Linked DNA regions of Mus musculus: all the other regions are linked to region 3. The links are chromatin contacts, called in public Hi-C, capture Hi-C and promoter capture Hi-C maps. All regions are on one chromosome and are shown on one strand. Each heading gives the region's core, a stretch centred on a gene start, on an enhancer-like site or on the middle of the called end of the contact. The rest is flanking DNA. Distances are from core to core; before and after follow the strand shown.

Region 1 (3,264 bases), core at 508-3,007, 1.1 Mb after region 3:
AAATCCCCACACTCTCCTGCCACATGAATGGCTTATGGGCTGTTCTGGCCTAGGGCCATGGCTGTACACAGCAGATATTCCACACACCTTTGCACAGTGTAGGCTTATAGAGGAAACCACACATCCCATCCTGGAGGCCCAGAGTCACACTGTGGAAAGCAAGTGTTCTCTGACAACCTTCCTTTCCAGTCTGTGTAAGCAAAGAGAGCCACAGAAGGGCACAAGAAAGGGAGAAAGGGGCATGCTGGGTATACCAGACTGGGGGGGGGGTCGGGGGTGGGACTGCCCCATCATCACAGATCCTAGCTATAGCCCTCCTCAAGTCTTGGGTGGTGAGCGAGATAGCACCTTCCCGTTCTCCCACAGCGGTGGCATGCACCATTCTGAAAACGAAGACGTTAAAGACTTTAAATGTGGCACAGTTTTATAGGAGCTTGTTTCTCAGACTAATATTTCCTATCGAGCATAGTGTTTGTAGGCTCTGCAACTGAACTTGAAATGGCAGATTATTCTCAAGATTAAGTCCATTGAATGAAGGATTTTTATAGATGACATTTAAATTTCTGTCAGTACTCACAGCCACTTATGTTACACTATTGTCAAATACCCAAACCGGTGCAAGATAGATAATAATTCATTTCACCAGTGAGGAAGCTGAGGTTCAGAGAGGCTGAGGCCCTGTGTACAGTCTTACAACCACTCTTACCCAGTCCACTTCTGTGTCTCTGGGATTCACTTTAATGCCTCTGTCAAGATTACACCGATGCTGGGCAGTGATGGCACACAGATGTAGTCGCTCCTAGCACTCAGGAAGCAGAGGCAGGTGGATCTCTGAATTTGAGGCCAGCCTGGTCTACAGACCGAGTTCCAGGACAGCCAGGGCTGCACAGGGAAACCCTGTCTCGCAAAACCAACCAAACAAAAAAAGTTTCTAAACAACAGCAAAAATAGTTTGTATCTAGACATGTACACATGCCCAGGAATGAGACTCACACAGCCAAAGCAGAGAGCTATGCTAATATATGGCCTTGAAGAGGGACTGGGATATCAAGTGTCAGTTTTGCCCAGGATGACTGGGCAAGGCATCTGGCTCTCTGAATTCCAGGGTCCTCCCTTGCCAGACAGAAAACACAGTGACCTACTTCTCAGGCCTCTGAGAAGTGACCATGTCAAAGAGGCTGCAGAGACAGGGCCGTTGGTTACAAAGCTAGTAAGCAATGCGATGGGTCCCTCTGCCCCAAACCCAGAACAGGGGATAACAACAGGGCACCATGCCTCCCCCCGCTCTCCCACTTTGATTCCTGTAAGTAAAAACTCCCTTTGAAAACACTGGGATTCTATCTGGAGAAGGAAACACAGGGAGATGGGTCAAGCTGCAAGCCCAGGGCTCAGCCGAGCAATTTATATCCAGCGTTATTAATCACCTGCTCCGCTTGCCGTGAGCCAAAACCAAAAAGAAAGGAGTAGGATTCTGACTCACTAATCTCCCTTATCATCAGCCTCGTAAAACTTGGAGGGATGTTGAAATGCAGGCAGTGGAAACCAGCTTGGGGAGTCAGCAACTTTTAGCCTTCATTATTTCTAATGAGAGGCAACAAGAGTTTCGTTCGCCTCTCCCTGTGTCAACACTACTTAAAAATATAAACGCAAGCAACACTTACTGTTCAGGGGTGCAACGGAGCCAAGTCCAAAGTCCTGGGAATGGCCGCCCTTCCTTTCAAAAACACCATCTGCTCTCCATGGACGAAAAGCTCACTGGGCTGTTATTAGTAACTGGCTCCGAGTGTTAGGCAGAAACCTGAGCCAGAATGTCATGGGGAGGAGGCAAGAGAAACTGACAGACACAGGTGGGATAGAGTCTAACAAAATATATTTACATTGAAGTCAAGCAAGCCGCTAGGCGGGGATGCCTTAAGTCCCCATGGTAGCTGTTCTAAACTATCAGCAAGCAACAACAAATCTCCTCCACTGTGAGAACATAGCCCCTTCTCTTCTGCACACTCCTTTTCTGCAGGGAGCTGGCTTTTAAAAACTGTTTTAGTTTTATTTCTGTGTGTGTGTGTCTGTGTGTGTAATGTCATGTGTATGTGTGTGGGGGGTGTCAGGGGTGTTTAAGGAGGGCAATAAGGAATATCAGGCCTGCTGGAGCTATAGTTACAGGTGGGTGACTACTTGTAAATTCTGGAAACTCAACCCAGGCCCTCTGTGAGAGCAATGTGTGGTCTTAACTGCTGAGCCACCTTTCTAGCCTGTTTGCTTGCCTGCCTTTCTTTCTTCTTTCTTTCTCTTTCTTTCTTTCCTTCTTTCTTTCTTTCTTCTTCCTTCCTTCCTTCCTTTCTTTCTTTCTTTCTTTCTTTTTCTTTTTTCTTTCCTTTTCTCTCTCTCTCTCTGCCTTTCCTTCCTTCTCTTCTGTCTGCCTTTCCTTCCTTCTTTCTTTCTTCCTTCCTTTATTTTCTTTCTTTTTTTCCTTTTCTCTCTCTCTCTCTCTCTGCCTTTCCTTCCTTCTCTTCTGTCTGCCTTTCCTTCCTTCTTTCTTTCTTCCTTCCTTTCTTTTCTCTTTCTTTCTTTCTTTCTTTCTTTCTTTCTTTCTTTTTCTCTCTTTCTTTCTTTCTCTTTTCTCTCTCTCTGCCTTTCCTTCCTTCTCTTCTATCTGCCCTTCCTTCCTTCCTTCCTTCTTTCCTTCCTTCCTTCCTTCCTTCCTTCCTTCCTTCCTTCCTTCCTTCCTTCCTTCTTTCTCTTCCTTTCTTCCTTTCTTTCTCTTTTAAGATTTATCTATTTATTTCATGGGAGTACGCTGTTGCTCTCTTCAGACACACCAGAAGAGAGCATCAGATATCGCTATACATGGTTGTGAGCCACCATGGGGTTGCTGGGAATTGAACTCGGGACCTCTGGAAGAACAGTCAGTGCTCTTAACCACTGAGCCATCTCTCCAGCCCACTTTCTGATATCTAAATATCTTTTTGTGTTTATGAATTTAACCTAGTCTATTTTGATTCTCCCGTTTTCAAAATATATCAATGAGTGGATTTTACAACATCTACTGTTGATTTTGTGTACGAGTCTGGGTGCAGTTGGGTGGGAGAGGGTGTGCAAGTTAAGGAATGCGTTTCATTCCTTAGAAGACTGTTTCTGAATGTGTGGGTCATGGCCCCTTTGGGGGAGGGTCATGTTTCAGATAACCTGCGTATCAGATATTTACATTGCAATTCATAACAGTAGCAAATTTACAGTCATGAAGGAGCAATAAAATAATTTTATGGT
Region 2 (2,968 bases), core at 26-2,525, 1.8 Mb before region 3:
GAACCTTCAGCTCCACCTACATCTCGTTTGCCCAGTTATTTGGATACAGTAGTTAGCATTGAATCCATAGCAAAAACAAAACAAGCCACTTCACCTTGTGAAAAATCCCAACAATCCTATTTATCCAAAAAGATGGAAAAGGAAATAATTAGGCTACCCATTTATATGTGCACTACCCATGGGACATTATTTTGTATCAGGTACACTATATTCAGATACAAAATCCATACTTAGTGCTTTAAAATCTGGGTACAATGAAGATATTCTGGACTTTAAGATCTCATACTATCTTTAAAAGAATTATACTAGCAACTAATTTTGTTGTTTTTCTTTCAGATCTATGTGATAATCTGTATATATTAATATATATTTTCAACTAGTTTTTTCTTTTAAATTTACATGATAATCTTTATATATGAGTAATTAACCAAGATGTGGGTTTTCCAACAAATGAACATAATTTACATGCTTATACATTTTTGTAAATGTTCTCAGTTATGTTTAAATATCTATTTAATTTTAGGGTGAGAGTAGTAAAAGAATAAACATCAAATATGTCACTTCACATTATGCATGGTGAATTCTTTCATTCACTGTTTTCCACTTAAGAGACTCAAGTTAGTTTTCATTAAGATGTTAAAAATATTTATAATACTACAAGATAATCAGGTTGAAATTATTTGGCGGGGGAGGGAGAGGGAAGGAGAGGGAGGGAGGGAGGGAGGGAGGGAGGGAGGGAGGGAGGGAGGGAAAGGGAGAGCAGTTTGCCTGTGTGTCTATCTATAATACTGTCCTAAAATGTATCTATTTCAGGAAGATTGTTGTCTGTTCTAGAGGATGATTTATTTTCCAACAACCCCAGAAGGCAGGTCACAGTAGAGGACATTGTCAAAACTTATTTGTAATAATTTGCATGCTATCTTCCTTTGTAAAATTTGCCTAGAGATGCCTTTCCCATCTGGAGAGAAGAGAAACAGCACTATCCACACAGGATACGCTTCCCTCAGACAAGTGAAAAGCTTCTGTCGCTACTGCAGCTGATGGGAATCAGTTGATTCCGGCACTGCCAAAAGAGCTGAGGATGATTGAGAGGAACCATTGTTACAAATCACACTGACAGCAGCTAGCATTTTAGAAGGGGGGGGGGGGGAGAAGAAGAAACTAGTTCAAATGGTACAAACCGAAGTTCTATGTACAAAGGCTGCTGTGTCACAGCCACAGCGGCATAGGCTGGAGTGGAGGAGTCTGAGGTCACATCCTGCTTCACTCTGGTTGACTCGGTGGGATGAGCAATGGCAGTGGGTAAGTGAGATGATAATTTCTTATTTATGAAGAAGGACTGCTAAGTCCTCTGTGTTAGCTATAGAAGAAGGTTTATGCGAACTTTAATATGTTGTTCCTCGTGTGTAAAACCACATGTGCGTGGATGCCTTCTGTTGTCTCCATCTTCTCCCACAGGAAATGTCCCAGACAGTTAATCTGAACACAGCTTGGACACACTAAGGACACTATTGTGAGGAGTCTCTCTACCTAGTCTACCCTCCAATCTTCCGTTTACTCGATGATGGCCTTGAACTCTGACCCTCCACCCTGGTACTAGAGTGTTGTAATTGTATCCAGAGCAAGGGCAGCTCAATGAGATTCCAGTGATCAAACCCGGGTCTTTGTGTAGACTAGTCTCTACCCACTGAAGTACAGCCTCAGCCATGGAGAGATGCGATGCTCTGAAAATTACTTTTTCTACTTGGCTCCTATTGTCCTAACATGGAGAAAATGTCATTTCAAGAAGGGCACTTCAGAAAAGTATAAATAGAATTTCTGGAGTGTGCTCAAAAAGCAATCAAGCCCGGGAGTCTACTTAAAAGTTCCCCTGAGATCAGAGTTAAGCTAACAAGATTGTTAGAAAAAAAAAAGTGAAACATTTAAAATTGAAGGAAATATATTCATCTATGTTAATTTATATGATAAAAACCAAGTTTTGTTAATACAGAACAGGCTAGCATTGATTATTTTTTTTTACAGTGTAACTTTTGAAATGAAAGAGCAAAAAAAACCACCTCTTTTTCTTAAAAATTCTCCAAGAATTCATTGCAAAGACTGTGTGCAATAACTGTATTCATGATAAATTCAAAGTAAAAAAATGTCATCATTTGTATTTGCTATAAATCTCATCTCCTAGTATAACTTTTTAAAAATTGCTTTGACAAGCTAAATATGTTCTTGAATATTTGAGCAGTGTGTGTTAAAATGCAGATTTTCTTGCCATCTTAAGTGACTGTCATGAGAAACAGATGTAAATAGCATCTGTTTCTCTGGCGGATTCCAAGATACCTTTGCATCCAGACGCCTCTAGAAGTTTTCCAGGGACAGCAGCTCCTGCCCTGTGGTCCCACAGCAGCAAGTGACAAAGATGGGACTCAGCAGCTGTGTTTCTGCAATTATCAATTATATCAACAGAACCATAATGCAAAAATGATCTTAACGATACTCTTCTGCAGCTTATGTGTGTGCGTTTCCGAGGCAGCTTGACGTTTCCTGACTTAAAGCCAATCACCACGGCTTGAAATTTCAGGATGAACAGACTTTGATATGTGTTACCTTCAGCACATCTTTTGGGGGTTCTGACCCTGTCTCAGGAAGAGCCTGTTATTTCTCATTAGCATGGACCCTACACTGTTTGTCTTACCACATTGCTTTATAATCAGGTATTGACCAACATAGAGTGACCATTTTCACTGACTTTTAAATGGTGTGGTACTGTAGGAGTCCCACAAGGTCCAAGCCATCATACAAAGCATGGGTTAGCACCTGGCAAGGACAGACAAAGCAACAGAGCATCAGGAGTCTCAGTGGCCTTTGTTCTGGACCCTGTGAAGCTCTGATCAATTAGGGATTGAGATTGACATCAGGATAGACATTGTCTGATAGCAAACATTGATGTTGGGAGACTATTTTAAACTATCTAGAT
Region 3 (2,905 bases), core at 303-2,802:
GCTACTATTTTCCAGAAGTCTCTTTGATCAGTAGTGTTTTCTAACACTCCTGAGCTGGGGTTGGGATATGATCAATGAAAAGTGGTTCGCTGTGTACTTATTCTAGTGTGCATGAGACCCTGAGTTCCATGATCTGACACAAGAAGGGTTGATTTATGGTTTGGTCTCTAGCTAAAAAGATGAATTGCATTAATGCCACTCTTCTTTTGGGGTGAGATAAAGCAGTAATAATAATTAATAATAATAATAAGTGGGAAGACAATGTCTATAAAGTGTTGACAAGCAAGCATAAATGTAGGCATGGTGGGGCTTGTGTGTAAAATCAGTGCTGAGCAGGTAAAGACAGCAGATACCTGGCCAGGTTAGCCCAATAGGTGAGCTCCAGGTCCCTGTGAGAGACTCTGTCTCAAAAAACAAGGAGTACAGCTCCTGGGAAATAATTTCACAAACACACACACACACACACAAGGGGAGGGGGGGCGGATGGACAGGAAAGTAGACCAATATGCAGACAGAGCAGGACTGCTTGAGGGGACCTCTGCAAAGCACAGTCCCTCGAAGCTTTCTGGGCCGCAACCCATCTCTAGTTTCTGCAGAGGGCGTGGGGCTGGTCTTCTGTGGACCACTGCAAAGGCGGAGAAGAGAACTTCCCAGATGTGGCTGATCCAGCTGCAGAGACACTGTGGAAGCCGCGACAGTGAGCGTTGAGTGTTTTGAGAAGCAATATGGGATTCAAAACCATTTTAGATAAGGAATGGATTGACTTTAGTCATCAGAAACCTAAGACTGACCAACGCCGTCAGAAATCCAAGACTGACCTGCAGGTGCCAAGCCAAGAAGTCATGGTTGAAAGGACAAGCAAGATCTGAGATCACAAGAACTGAGAAGGGGCTGGAGGACACCTCAGTGGGTAAACTGCTTGCCGCAAAGCCTGAGGACCTGAGTTCGGATGCCAGAGACCACGTAACGGTTGGGTGTGTGGAAAGCTGTCTTCAATCCCGTTTTTGGGAGGTGGAGACAAAAAGACATAAAGGAAAACCCTGTTTCAAAAAAAAAAAAAGAAAGAAAGAAAGGAAGGAAGGAAGGAAGGAAGGAAGGAAGAAAGAAAGAAAGAAAGAAAGAAAGAAAGAAAGAAAGAAAGAAAGAAAGAAAGAAAGAAAGAAAGAAAGAAAGAAAGAAAGAAAGAAAGAAAGAAAGAAAGAAAGGTGGAGTACAATTGACGAAGACTCCTCACGCCCTCAGGGGCGAGCGGGGAAGAGTCAGAATTATCTGCAAAGGAAGTTAAGATCCGCCGCAGGGTCTGTGCGAGGAGGAGCGAGCCGTGGTTCACAGCAGCTCCTAGGAGCGACAGCTCACCTGCTGTCTGGGTTTTTGCAGATTCGAGACCTTGCTCTGCAGAGCGGCTGCAGGGAGCGGCAGCAGCCTGGTCGCAGCTGTCACCCACGGGTGACCGGACGACGTCCGCGCGGGCGGCAGAGGCCGAGCCTGGGACTACACTTCCCAGTGTGCCAGGCGGGCGGGGCGCGGCGGGGAGGGCGCAGGCTCCTTCCCAGCAAGCGAAGGCGGAAACAAAAGAGTCCGGCGCCGCCGCCCGCACACTCGCGCACCGCGCCCGGGCGCACACGGAGCAGCCCTGCGAGGCGGCAGCCCGGGACACGCGGACACTCCGCAGCCCCCGCCGCCTGCCCCATGGCGCTGAAGCGGATCCAGAAAGTGAGTGGCTGCCAGAACCGGCCTGGGTGTCCCCAAGATGTCCCCAGGAACCCGGGGCGCACGGTGTGGGAGGGGCGCGGACACTGGGGAGGCCGGGGTACGGATCGGCCCGCACAGGTGAGGCGTGCATCCGCAAGGTCTGGGTACTTGGAACCTCGGGGCGACCCGATCCGGTCGTGCCCTTTCCAGGATGAGCCTAGAACCTCGGGTGCGGGTGCCCGTGGGGTGGCCAGATTGTCCCGGGGTGTGTGCATCCCCGCTGGGCCGGGGCTTGCTCTGCAACGGGCGGCCTTCGTCCCCTATCCCGCTGTGCGTCCTCACAATGTCCCCGGAGCCCTCCTTGCTGTGTTCGCACCCCGGGTTCCCCGAGAGGGCAGGGAAGGTGTGGTGGGCCTACGGCCTTTATTCTCAGAGCGTGGGGCTGGGTCTTTCTGGGCTCTGCAGTCGGCTGGTGCTCAGTGGGAGGAAAGGGCTGGGAACGCGAGATTGGGGCCGAGGAGCCAGCAGAGAGCTCTTGCCCCTGCTATTTTGGTGGTTCTGCACGCAGCTGCCACTTCAGGTCACATAGCTGTACTGAGAACATAGTTGCTGATACACAGCAAGATGAGCTCCTGGCTGTGATTCATGGCTAGGTAAGCTAAGCAGGTTGTTGGTTTTGTTTTGTATTTTTTTCTTCACACCCTCACGATAAACTTAGATGTAGAGTTGAAGACACAACACTAAGGACCACAAATTAAATTGTTTGGATGCTTTGATGTGTGAATAGAGAATGAGGAAGACAATCGAAGGGACAGTCAGTCCTTACATAGGATCGGTTCCAACCCTCTCTTTGTATTCTTTACCGCACCCACTTCTCTTGTTGGCCTGTCCCCTATCTCAAGTATCTTTTAACATTTTACAGCGGTAGTCCTTGCTGCTGGGAACGTGGTGTTTGGGATCGCTTTAGAAGCAAATGCGCCAACAGTGGATAATGTGTTTGGTAATTGATTTCACAAGAAATGGTTGGCTCCCCAAACGTTTTATCAACCTTTCCAGCTACACTTGACTGAAAATGTTCTGAGTTAGAGTGGTAGGAAACAGGCATCTTTCGGTACTGAGGACAGCAACTTTTACCCGCAGCCAAATTTTCGTTTGTTTTTTGTTTATTTGTTTTTGTTTTTGTTTTGTTTTTGTTTTTTTTTTTTTTTTTTAA
Region 4 (3,069 bases), core at 362-2,861, 1.2 Mb after region 3:
AGAGAGGGGAGGGGAGGAGAGAGGGGAGGGGAGGGGAGGGGAGGGGAGGACCAGCAGAAGAGATGGCTTGCTGTATAAAAACTGTCATGCAAGCCTCATGATCTAAGCATAATCCTTGGGACAAACACATACACACACACCAACAAATGCGGGGAATCTTAAATCAATAATCCCAGCACAAGATAATGGAGACATATACAGCAGAACCATCTGAAAGCTTTGGCCCAGCTAGTCACACATACACACACACACACACACACACACACACACAAGACACAGACCACACACACAGACACACATCACTCACACAAACATATACAAACACACCACATACATACAAATACATACTTACACATCTTTCAGACATACACATACACAAACACCACACATACACCCCACACACACACACACACAAAACATACATATACAAACACATACTCACACATCACTCATGCACCACCACACAGTCACACACACACACACACACACACATATCTCACACTCACACACTCTCGGAACTGGCAATTCCACTCCAAGCTGCTCCACAGGCACCAGAGACCATCACTGTTGATCCATGAAATGATGTTAAGGGAATGAGTCTGTGACTGTATCTGTGGGTCGCAGCAGACGACATACAATAGAGGATGTGCTTCTTACAGAGCTAACCTTCCCAGAGACACTGCACATCCAGCCTTTGACGAAAGCAGCACTTTGCCCAGCAGAAGGATAACCTCCGTGTTCTTTAAGTGGGGGGGAGGGACAACAGATACAGTGTGCGCACATTCATGAATATCTTTTTTAAAGGACATGGGGGACACTTCTATCTGCATAAAATTTATCTTAAAAAAAAAAGCCCAAGATTAAGAACAGTGGAAATGTGACAATGTTGGGGGGCCTATCCTTGGTTTTGATCTGGTCTCATCACACTGAGATGCAGCAGCCCTTCACTATGTAAACCTGTCCTACAATACAAAAACTATCTACGTTGTGTACTTATGACGTGGCCCCAGCATTATCTATTACGGAAGCGGGTGTGTCATTCTGCCAGTGCAGAGCGAGTAATAGCACACAACTCGGTGTGGGGACAGAAGTGTGCAGTAAATCATATTTAATGATAAGATGGCATTATCAAAGAAACACGGGATGCATCATGGGAAGCCGCCAGGACATTAATCTGCTCGTCTCCACCTACAGACCCAAGCCTCCGATGCACAGAGCAATCCACTGGCATGTCAGGGAAACACACATGCGTCATACTTACAGACTCTCTGCTGGTGACCTCTGCAGAGAGGCACACCATCCACGGACACCCAATTCTTAACCGTGTCCCTCCCTAGGTAACTGACCTATAACGAGGTCATTCTCTCCCATCTAATATGAGCTGCTTCTCCCTGCTTGCCTTCACCTACTCTCCGGGCCCAGCCTCTGACCCACCTTCGCCCCAGTTCCAGCAAGCTGACTTTCTCTCCAGGGCTTCCTTTCCAACCCTAATGTGCTGGCCAAAATTCAAAGTGTTGCTCTGAGTCATCCTAGAAATTATACTGTACCGAGAGAGGCTCCACCAGATAAGGAAAGCCCGGCCCCTGAATCATCTGGGCTGCAGAGAAGGGTTCTTCCATCGTCAGAACCTTCAAACCCTGGAGTTGGGTGAAGAGTCAGCCAGGAAAGTCTCAGATACCAACCACAGCTGGGGGCTAACACGGCGCTTAGGGGAGGGTACGCTCCTCTGACTGCACACAGACAAAGAAAGAACGGCTGCTTGCCCTTCTGCTTAGAAATGCCAGAGAATGAACTTCAGGAAGCAGGGGGACAGCCATCTGGGCTGCACCTACAGCAGTCCTCCCTCCTCCACCTTGGCTTCTATCTTCACACCTGGCCACGCTCTGCTTCACGCCACTGCACCTTCCTGCCACATCTGAATTTGTGAGCAGGAAGACGACCAGCACAAACACATCCTAATTAAAAACTAAAAAAAGAGCCAGGAGGCTGTGGTGGCACACAACTTTAACCCCAGCACTCGGGAGGCAGAGGACGGTGGATCTCAGTGAATTCGAGGCCAACCTGGTCTACAGAACAAGTTCCAGGACAGCCATGGCTACACAGTGAAACCGTGTCTCAAAAACAAAAATGGGAGTACCTGCTCTTAATCTGTTCAAGTGAAAGTTGTGTAGAGCCTGAGAAAAGAAATTGATGAATAAATGAAGACCAACTCCCAACTTGAAAGGCACTCAGGCCAACACTACTTTCTGAATTAGTTGCAGAAGTATATGCCAGGTCGAACCTGGCCCCACTCGCATCCAGATCTCCTTAGCCACATCTTGACTGCACCTAGACACACTCATCTCTCACTTCCCTAAAATGCCAACCTTCTGACGATCTCAGGATATATGCATATATCCCCTTGCCCCAGAACAGCCTCTGACCAGCTCTCTGCGTGCCTAGCTTTTTTTGCTATTCAAACTAGTTACAGATGATGACAGAGTGTGGTGTCGCTTCAGGGACAAGCCGAGAGCTCAGTCCAGTCACGTCCTCCCAGGAGGCTTATCACCATCTAAAAGTCAGCTGTCTGGTATCTGCCTTTCTTAGAGAATGTAAACCCTAAAAGGAAAAAAAAAAAAAAAAAACTGTCCCCCAAGCCCTGACACACAGAGCAGCTGCAGGAAGACAGCGCCTGTGAGGTGAACAAAGGGCGGTTACTGTGGAAGAAGAGAATGTGGCTGGTCCAATGCTTAAAGGCCACGGTAAGGAGGCGACATTGAAAATACTCCAGAGCGAATTCACTTCACCAGATAAACAACCTGAAACTGCCCAGGATAAAGAAAGGATGCCAGTTAAACCAGAGATTAAGTAAGTGCCTGGGCGGAATCAAAAACAAAAACAAAACACTACATAAAAGGGCCTAATGCAAACATCACAGCACATCGTCCACCGGCACTGGGCTGTCTGTCCCAAGCCAGGGTCTTACAAGAAATACAAAGTACGACTACAGAGAAAATGCCACAGAATGAACGCATTCCTGGAGACCGAGGATATCCTCAACATATTAAAGGAGATTTATAGCAAGCCCAC

What was found. Promoter capture Hi-C pulls out the DNA fragments that hold promoters and counts their contacts. Hi-C and Micro-C count contacts between places; a contact is called where the count stands out from the background. Capture Hi-C pulls out chosen DNA fragments and counts their contacts.
Region 1: a contact with region 3 is called in a promoter capture Hi-C map of the C10 cell line, with 6 times the contacts expected there. The contact joins the promoter of Mrln here to the promoter of Ube2d1 in region 3. A contact is called at or near these places in 2 of 39 promoter capture datasets (the C10 cell line and pre-B cells) and 1 of 115 datasets of contacts at active chromatin or transcription factors (large pre-B cells).
Region 2: a capture Hi-C map of embryonic stem cells shows a contact between it and region 3, with 7 times the contacts expected there. The contact joins the promoter of A330049N07Rik here to the promoter of Ube2d1 in region 3. A contact is called at or near these places in 3 of 39 promoter capture datasets (cranial neural crest, hippocampal neurons and pre-B cells), 1 of 115 datasets of contacts at active chromatin or transcription factors (stem cell-derived neural progenitor cells) and 1 of 9 other capture datasets (embryonic stem cells).
Region 4: a contact with region 3 is called in a Hi-C map of B cells, with 7 read pairs. The contact joins the enhancer-like site here to the promoter of Ube2d1 in region 3. A contact is called at or near these places in 1 of 39 promoter capture datasets (pre-B cells), 1 of 484 Hi-C or Micro-C datasets (B cells) and 1 of 115 datasets of contacts at active chromatin or transcription factors (bone marrow-derived macrophages).

What each region holds. Positions count from the first base shown.
Region 1 is chr10:70,203,157-70,206,420 of GRCm38.p6, reverse strand. Mrln (myoregulin) reads right to left here and starts at 1,757. Exons shown (of 3, transcript NM_001304739.1): 1 at 1,662-1,757.
Region 2 is chr10:73,085,012-73,087,979 of GRCm38.p6, reverse strand. A330049N07Rik (RIKEN cDNA A330049N07 gene) reads left to right here and starts at 1,275. Exons shown (of 5, transcript NR_040646.1): 1 at 1,275-1,302.
Region 3 is chr10:71,283,909-71,286,813 of GRCm38.p6, reverse strand. It overlaps Ube2d1 (ubiquitin-conjugating enzyme E2D 1), which reads left to right and starts at 1,552. Exons shown (of 7, transcript NM_145420.2): 1 at 1,552-1,713. The coding sequence starts at 1,690.
Region 4 is chr10:70,119,508-70,122,576 of GRCm38.p6, reverse strand. The region is part of intron 1 of Ccdc6 (coiled-coil domain containing 6); the gene reads right to left. Among named protein-coding and RNA genes, the nearest start is that of Gm51771, 11 kb to the right of the region's middle. Within about 2 kb of position 1,611, at least 185 of the 459 cell types and tissues checked have an H3K27ac peak or open chromatin away from gene starts, as enhancers often do. A contact at or near this core is called in B cells and pre-B cells, where this site is marked.